2 separate regions of the Athene noctua genome follow, and region 1 is linked to region 2. The links are chromatin contacts, called in public Hi-C maps. All regions are on one chromosome and are shown on one strand. Each heading gives the region's core, a stretch centred on a gene start, on an enhancer-like site or on the middle of the called end of the contact. The rest is flanking DNA. Distances are from core to core; before and after follow the strand shown. Region 1 holds the start of CALCRL (calcitonin receptor like receptor). Region 2 holds the start of ZSWIM2 (zinc finger SWIM-type containing 2).

Region 1 (3,312 bases), core at 604-3,103, 220 kb before region 2:
GTTAATTCAAATGTCTGTCTTGAACATGTGTGCTTGGCTGGAATACATGGGTTATTTTGTAGGTTACAGTGTACAACATAACCCTGTTGTAGACTGCAGCCTAGACCTAATTGGTCTAAAATAATGCAGCCAGGCTCACTTCTGATGAAATTCCCCTACCTCAGGTGACACCGTTTATTTCAGGGAAGTTAATTTCTGTCACTGTTCAGAATCAGAGCTAATCCCCGGGTTGTATCTGTTTACATTGCCTAGAGGTTTAGAGTGCCAGTTCTTAGTTGTTCACTGATTATAAAACTCAGACATTCTCCTGTTGATGTAAGATCCTAGAAACACCAACACGTGCAAGTGCCAAATGAGTATTAAAGTCATATGACTGTTCTTTTAGTGACCCTAGAGTGTGATTTCACAATTCTTATTATCCAGTGGCTGTATGGATTTAGAGTATTCCTGCCCCCTTTCCCTCTTCCAATTTTTCCTGACCCTGGCTTGGGGTTGGTTTGTTTGTTGTTGGGTTTTTTTTGTTTGTTTTTTTTTTTTTTTTTGGTTTTTTCCTTAGTTTTGGGCTTTTTGCTGATTTCATTTTTGAGGAAAAGATTCTTCAATGGCCAGATGAATTCACTCATCCAGTTCACAACATGTTCTACAAATGTTTCTGCTGGTAAGAAGAGTGGATGAGCAACAGCTAGTGAAAAGCAGGCAGAATACTTCATCTTGTTTCGTGAACAAATTTAATGGTTATCATTTTAATGAGCACTTACAAAACCATGACCTTTGGGAGGTCCTTAGGGACTTCCATAAGGAGCACTGGTGTTACAGGTGTTAGTGTTATTTGAGCTCAACGCTCCATGAACTCCACGTTTGTTCAGCATACTATTGTCATGTGCACACAGCAACTGTCTGTTGAGCTGGAGAGCAGAGATTCTGTAGCACAGGCACCAGCTGTACAAGTGACAAACGCTCTAAGACACATTTTAGGTCCTGATACAGAATTCTTGTAGAAAGACAGACGTTAATTTTGCCTTGTCTTCAGTTATGGCAGTTTTCAAAGCAGGCAGCTCATACTTGTGTTTTCTAATCATTAAAGAAATGCAGCCTAGAGATCTGTGCAGCAGCAGTAATGTTCCCGCTGCCTTTTTTCTACCCTTGATATTTCAAAGACTTATTTACAGGTGAGTTTTGGTGGTGTGGGGTTGTTTGGGGGTTTTGTTGTTGTTGTTGGGGTTTTTTTGTTGTTTTTTTCGTGGGTATAAAGCAAAGTGGCATTTTAAATTACGCACTTGCTTGATTTTGAGACTTGGATTCTGACCTTTAATGCAGTTTTACATTTGAGGAATGCAGCAGGATGCATTTGAGGCATGGAAGTGTTTCCCTGTAGAGCTTTTCAGCACTGCCAGGACGGGACACAGCGCGGCCCCCGCGGTTCCTGGCAGAGGCGGGCCAGGTCAGTCACGCAGCTCCCGCGCACTGTTTGCCTCTCATTTATTTCTCGGGGTCTGGTTCGAGGGGGAGGCGGAGGCATCTCGGTGGCTCGGTCCGTGAACAGACAGGTCCCGTGGTCCCCTCCGCGCCTTTCCCGACCCGTTTCGGCGCGTTAGCCCCTACCCGGGGCGGCCGAGCGGCAGGGACCGGGGGCGAGGCGCGGGCAGCCCGCCCCGCGCAGGACCCGCCGCCGGCCGCGGGCGGCCCCGCTCCCGCCGGGGAGCGCCGGCGGAGCCCGGCTGCCCCGGGACCAGCCCTTTGAGAACGAAAAGTAACTTCGGGGCGGCTGCAGGCGGGGTCGGGGTGATGTAACAGGAAGCGCTGCCGTGCCGCCCGCCCGCCCGGGAGCTGCCGGCGCTGCCCGCCGCGGCGCTCCGCTCGCCCGGCAGCAGCAGGCGCGGCCGCGGCGCTCGCCCGGCGGCGGGGTCGGGGCACCGCTGCGCTCCGGCCGGCCCACGAGTCTTGGGAGGCGGCAGGGAGCGAGGCGAGGCACCAGGGAACGCGGCATCTCCTGCCGCTCTCGCCGGCGAGGGAAAGCAGCCCGGTGGCTCCGAAAGCGCTCCCGCACGGCTCGGCGTGGTGAGTCCGGGCTGCCGCGTGCTCTCACCGGAGAGCGGCGGGTTGGTTTCGTGCCCTCCGGGAGCACGGCGAGTCATAGGCGTGTGTGCCTTAACCCCGGCGTGGGGGATGTAACCTGCAGGGAGAAGGGGGTATGCCTGAGGGAAAGCTTCGTTTGTTTTTAGTGAGCGAAACGTTGAGTTGATTTTATAGCTGGTGTTGTTGTTATATACCTTCGAGGAATAATCACCGATAAATAGAAAGGGAGGTAAAAATACCCTAATCGGCACATAAAGGATTCTGTCTCAAACCCCTCATATTTGCTAACCAAATTCCTGTCGTTGCATCTGGAGAGAATTAGCGGCTCATTGGTTTGAAAAGGGTCCTTAAGACTAATTCAGTACAACTGGAGCTCTTCCAAGAGAGGCTGAATTAGGTGACAAAGTGGTGTAGATTTTCTTACCGAGTATTCCTTTAATCTCATTGACTCTATTGTACCGGGAAGAGGTCATACTTGATTTAGTTCATAGTTAGGTTTTGTATTGCAGTTCCACAACTAAAAAGATAAAGCTTCTGGTTTGTTTGGACTTTCTGTTTCCTTGAGAAAAAGCTCGAGTTTGAAGCTCCTACGCGTGCCGGGCTGTTACTGTTTGACATTTTTCCCGCAAACGCCGAACTGATTTATTGAAAGGTAATTGGCTGCTATTTCATTTCCTTGAGAAACTATTGAACGGCGGAAAGTGTGTGATCCTGTGACAGTATCAGCTGAGAGACGGTTAAGAGTCTTGCCACTTCTTCAGTTTTCCAAAACAGATGCGATATCCCCCGTTTTTACAAATACGGTTGCATGAGAGTGCTACCTCTAGGCATTTGCTTTTGTGTGGGAGCAATGGGTCTGTAGAATCAGGAGAAGAAATCTTGTTTCCAAAGGGATAGTTAAGAAAAAGTATAGCCTATAAATCACGCTTGGATATGATCTACAATGATTCATTTAGTCATCCGTACGTTTTATAGGGGCCGAGATTTAAGTAATAATAATAGCTGAGGTTTTTTGCTCTCTACCTTCATAAATTTATGCCAGGTATCCTGGGGCCAGAGTTTGCTGCTCTTACAGTTGTGCCAATGCAGAGTCTTTCCAGTCATATTGTACATACTGGCGATATTGTAATTAATTTGCACTAATAAGTTTAAACCCGTTCAGATCAGTGATGTGCTAAAAGCCTGACTGTTGTGCTGAATCTGAGGTCCTTTCAACGGTCACACTAGATCTGGATA
Region 2 (3,437 bases), core at 770-3,269:
AACTCTTTCTGGGATTATTTGACCCACCACTTAAGTGAAAAAACAACCACTTCAGTCCTTCCAGGTTGACTTGTCCACTTGAGGTGACTCAAGTCACACTTGTGACCATCTCACCGGAGTCACTGTACCGTGTCACTCTATCAAGTCCCTGTGTAGTTAGTGACTTCCACACTACTCTACAGTTCTTTCCAACTCAGGTACCAGGGGCCTCAGCTGTTTCTTCATGAATCTAGCATTCAAAAAACCCTGTCTAACTGTGTTCTGAGCTCTGCACTGATCTGTATCAGGGCCCTGCAGTGAGATCAGCTTTTCTTCATCAACACTCTTCCTCCACCACCTGTCACAGGGGGCATCCATTTTGACGTGGCACAGCGCCAGGCCCCAGATTCCTGCTGCCTTCCCGTAACCTCATCCCAACTCCTCTGGCAGCCCCGGGGCCCCTCTGCTGACTCTTCCTGCTGTTCTGGGAGCACTTCAAAGAGGTCTAGCACAAGACAAAACATAAATGGGATTTAGGACCCCGTTACCACATTATATCTATTTATATTCCAGTAAAGACTACACAAACTACTTTTATATTATCAAAAGACTCGTAACTATCAATTGTTTAAAGAATCGATACAAATATTTAACATAGTGAAAATAAACACGTTTTTCCAGACTATCGGGAGTGCAACAGTTCCCCCTAGCGACTGCGACACAAAATGGAAACCCGCCCACCTTTCTGGTAAACGTTTTCTGACCTGTTTTGCCTTACAAAGAGCACGGAATAAACCCCGCGTATTTCGAGTGCGTTAAAAAAGAACCGAGGAGTGCCGAGGGAAGGGAACGAAGGGGGTGAGGAGGCGACGCCTCCCTTCTCCTGAGAAGATCCACCGGCAGCCGGCGGGAGCAGCCCCGAGGCCCGCGGGAGCCTGGGCTGGGCAGGGACCGCCGCCCCAGGCCGGCCGTGCCCGGCAGCCCGTCGGGTCGGCCTGCGGGGCCCGCGGCGGCGCCCCCGGCCATGGCGGCGGCGGGTGGGCGCCCGGCAGCGCCGGCAGCGGGCAGCACCGTGCGCGTCGCGCCGGAGCTGGGCCGTGTCGCTTCGTCTTTCCGCGGGCGCTCCCCGCCCGGCTGTGGCAGGTGCCGGGGCAGCGCCGCGCCCGCGCCGCCCTGCCGGCAGGGACGGGCCCCGCGCCCGCCGCCGCCCCGAGGTCCCGCCGTTTCCCCGTCGGGTTGAGGGCGGCGGTGCGCGCTGGAGGCCGCAGCGCCCGTGTGCGCGGCCCGACCTTGGTGCGCGGCGCGGCTGGTACTTCTGCAGAGCAGCACCGGCACGGACCGCGGGGCAACGCGCGCTGGCACCAGAGCTGCGCCCTACATGCGCCTGTTGGCTTGGTTTTAGTGCCGGGGGGGTGGTGGGGGGGTAGGGAACTATTTTTATATATGAGCGCAGGTGTGTTTACGTTGGAGCAAAGATAAAGCTGGTGTCAAAAACAGCCACACAAGATCCACTTCGGACTTCAGAAGCAGCCCGTGAAGCTTCCACCGAAGGCCCCTGCGAGCCCTGAACGGAGCCCCGAACCACTGCCCTAGCGTGAAGCCTCGCACAGAAATCCATGAAATGGTTTCCTGCAGCCACAGCAGTTTCTGTTCGCTGTTAAGGATGTATTACTTGTCTCAGGATTCAATAGGCTGAATAAAGCCCACTAAACAACAGAAAATTACTATTTTTGTCTAGGCTAAGTTTTTTTGGCAGTCTAGAAAGTTGAACCAAGTCACTGAAGAAATCAGTGACAGCAAAATAAGCCAGGAGGAGGACTATACCCTTGATTGAAATTAATTCTTAAAAATCTATTTAAATTTACCAAACTGAATCTACTACTGTAAGATTTTCAGCTTCTCTCATCTAATCACACCATTAACACTTTCTCTGTAAGACTGCGTAGGACTATTACAAGGCTGCTCCACTTAAATTGTCAAGTTAAACTGACAACTACCTTACTTTACACTGATGTTTATACATATTAGATATTTTGATCATGAATTGTAGGATACTGCTGAAAAAGTCTCAATTACCAAGAGATCATGAATGGAAGTATTAGCCTTATTTATGGCTTGCATGTAGAACTTAATGGATTTTAAATGCATGAAGCAATGTCCTCCAGAGTTTTGATAAAATTTCTTCATAGATAAGGGTTCTCCTCCTCTCCCTCTTCCACTTAAAGTTTAGTGCTTTCAGGCATTTTACAATTCGTTTTGTATTTCCGATACAGAACACTCTGTTACATCATTGATTACAACTGCAGTCTCAAGAAAAATGAAAATGCAAAAAAAGCAACAAAGTACTTAGTATTTAAAATGTATATATTTATATAACATTTAATATTTAAAAACACCTTGTACTGAAGTTAATCTAGTGCTTTCAAGATGTGCTTATGGGGTAGACACTGACAAATTTGCTGCCTCATTTAATAAGAAATTAACTATAGAACTACAGTTCATCTTGTACCACTTTTTTTCTAGCAAGTCCTTCAGCATAAACTAGCTGCAGTGACTTTTCTAATTTAGGGTGACATTTTTATTTTCACATCATTAGTATTTCATGAATGCTGCCAATGGCTTGAAGATTCCCCCTCAAACTTATGGGTGTATGAAGAAAGTAAACTGTGCAAAATGTAATCTTTTACTGATTTTGACATGGCTTTCTCTCACCAAACCCACAAACCTTTCTCATCCAAAGGATAAAATCTGTATAGCTAGGTTAGCTTTCTGACATGAGTCAGGACTTCAGGCTATTATGAGCCAGAATCTCAACTGGATTTTTAGATTTCCTTACCTAGAACTTTAGGAACTCAACACAAATAGCAAAAATATCCCACAAAATAATTAGTCTAAAGATCTTTTTCCAAGTAGTAGCAAGGCAGCTAAATACAAAACAACTTCAAAGAATGGCCACCATTCAAGAAGTTATTTCTTAAAAAATATTTACATACAAAAGTAAACATCTTGTACATAGTCAGAACCTAGTTTGCATTTTTTCATCGGAACTAAATTTTAGAACATTTTACTTTCTGAAGTTTTGTACAGTCAAAATAACTTCAGTAGAAACCAGTGAGGCCGTTTTCATCTTAAGTCGTCACTAGAATTTGTAACTAGTTTCTGGCTATGGAATATAGTGACATGGGATATCAGAACTGTACCCAGACTGAGTTTCAGAGAACAGATTAATTTGCCAAAGCTGGCTGTTAGCAGAGGGATTTCCTACCTTGCATCATTTTCTTCTTGTGAAAATAAGGAAACTTCAAGGAAGTTCCTTCAGTGTTTTACTGAGGTGTCAGCATTTGGTTATGAGACTAGCCTCTTGAATGAGAAGTAAAACACATTCGGTTCACAAGCATCATGAATTATACTCAGGAAATCATGTTTCCTTCTTTATTATTCCATGTTTCAGAACACGG

Evidence for each region. Hi-C and Micro-C count contacts between places; a contact is called where the count stands out from the background.
Region 1: a contact with region 2 is called in a Hi-C map of heart, with 3 times the contacts expected there. The contact joins the promoter of CALCRL here to the promoter of ZSWIM2 in region 2. A contact is called at or near these places in 2 of 2 Hi-C or Micro-C datasets (heart and liver).

The regions. Positions count from the first base shown.
Region 1 is chr7:34,302,654-34,305,965 of bAthNoc1.hap1.1, reverse strand. It overlaps CALCRL (calcitonin receptor like receptor), which reads left to right and starts at 1,853. Exons shown (of 14, transcript XM_074910563.1): 1 at 1,853-2,058; 2 at 2,586-2,728.
Region 2 is chr7:34,084,052-34,087,488 of bAthNoc1.hap1.1, reverse strand. It overlaps ZSWIM2 (zinc finger SWIM-type containing 2), which reads left to right and starts at 2,019. Exons shown (of 4, transcript XM_074911008.1): 1 at 2,019-2,070. The coding sequence starts at 2,019.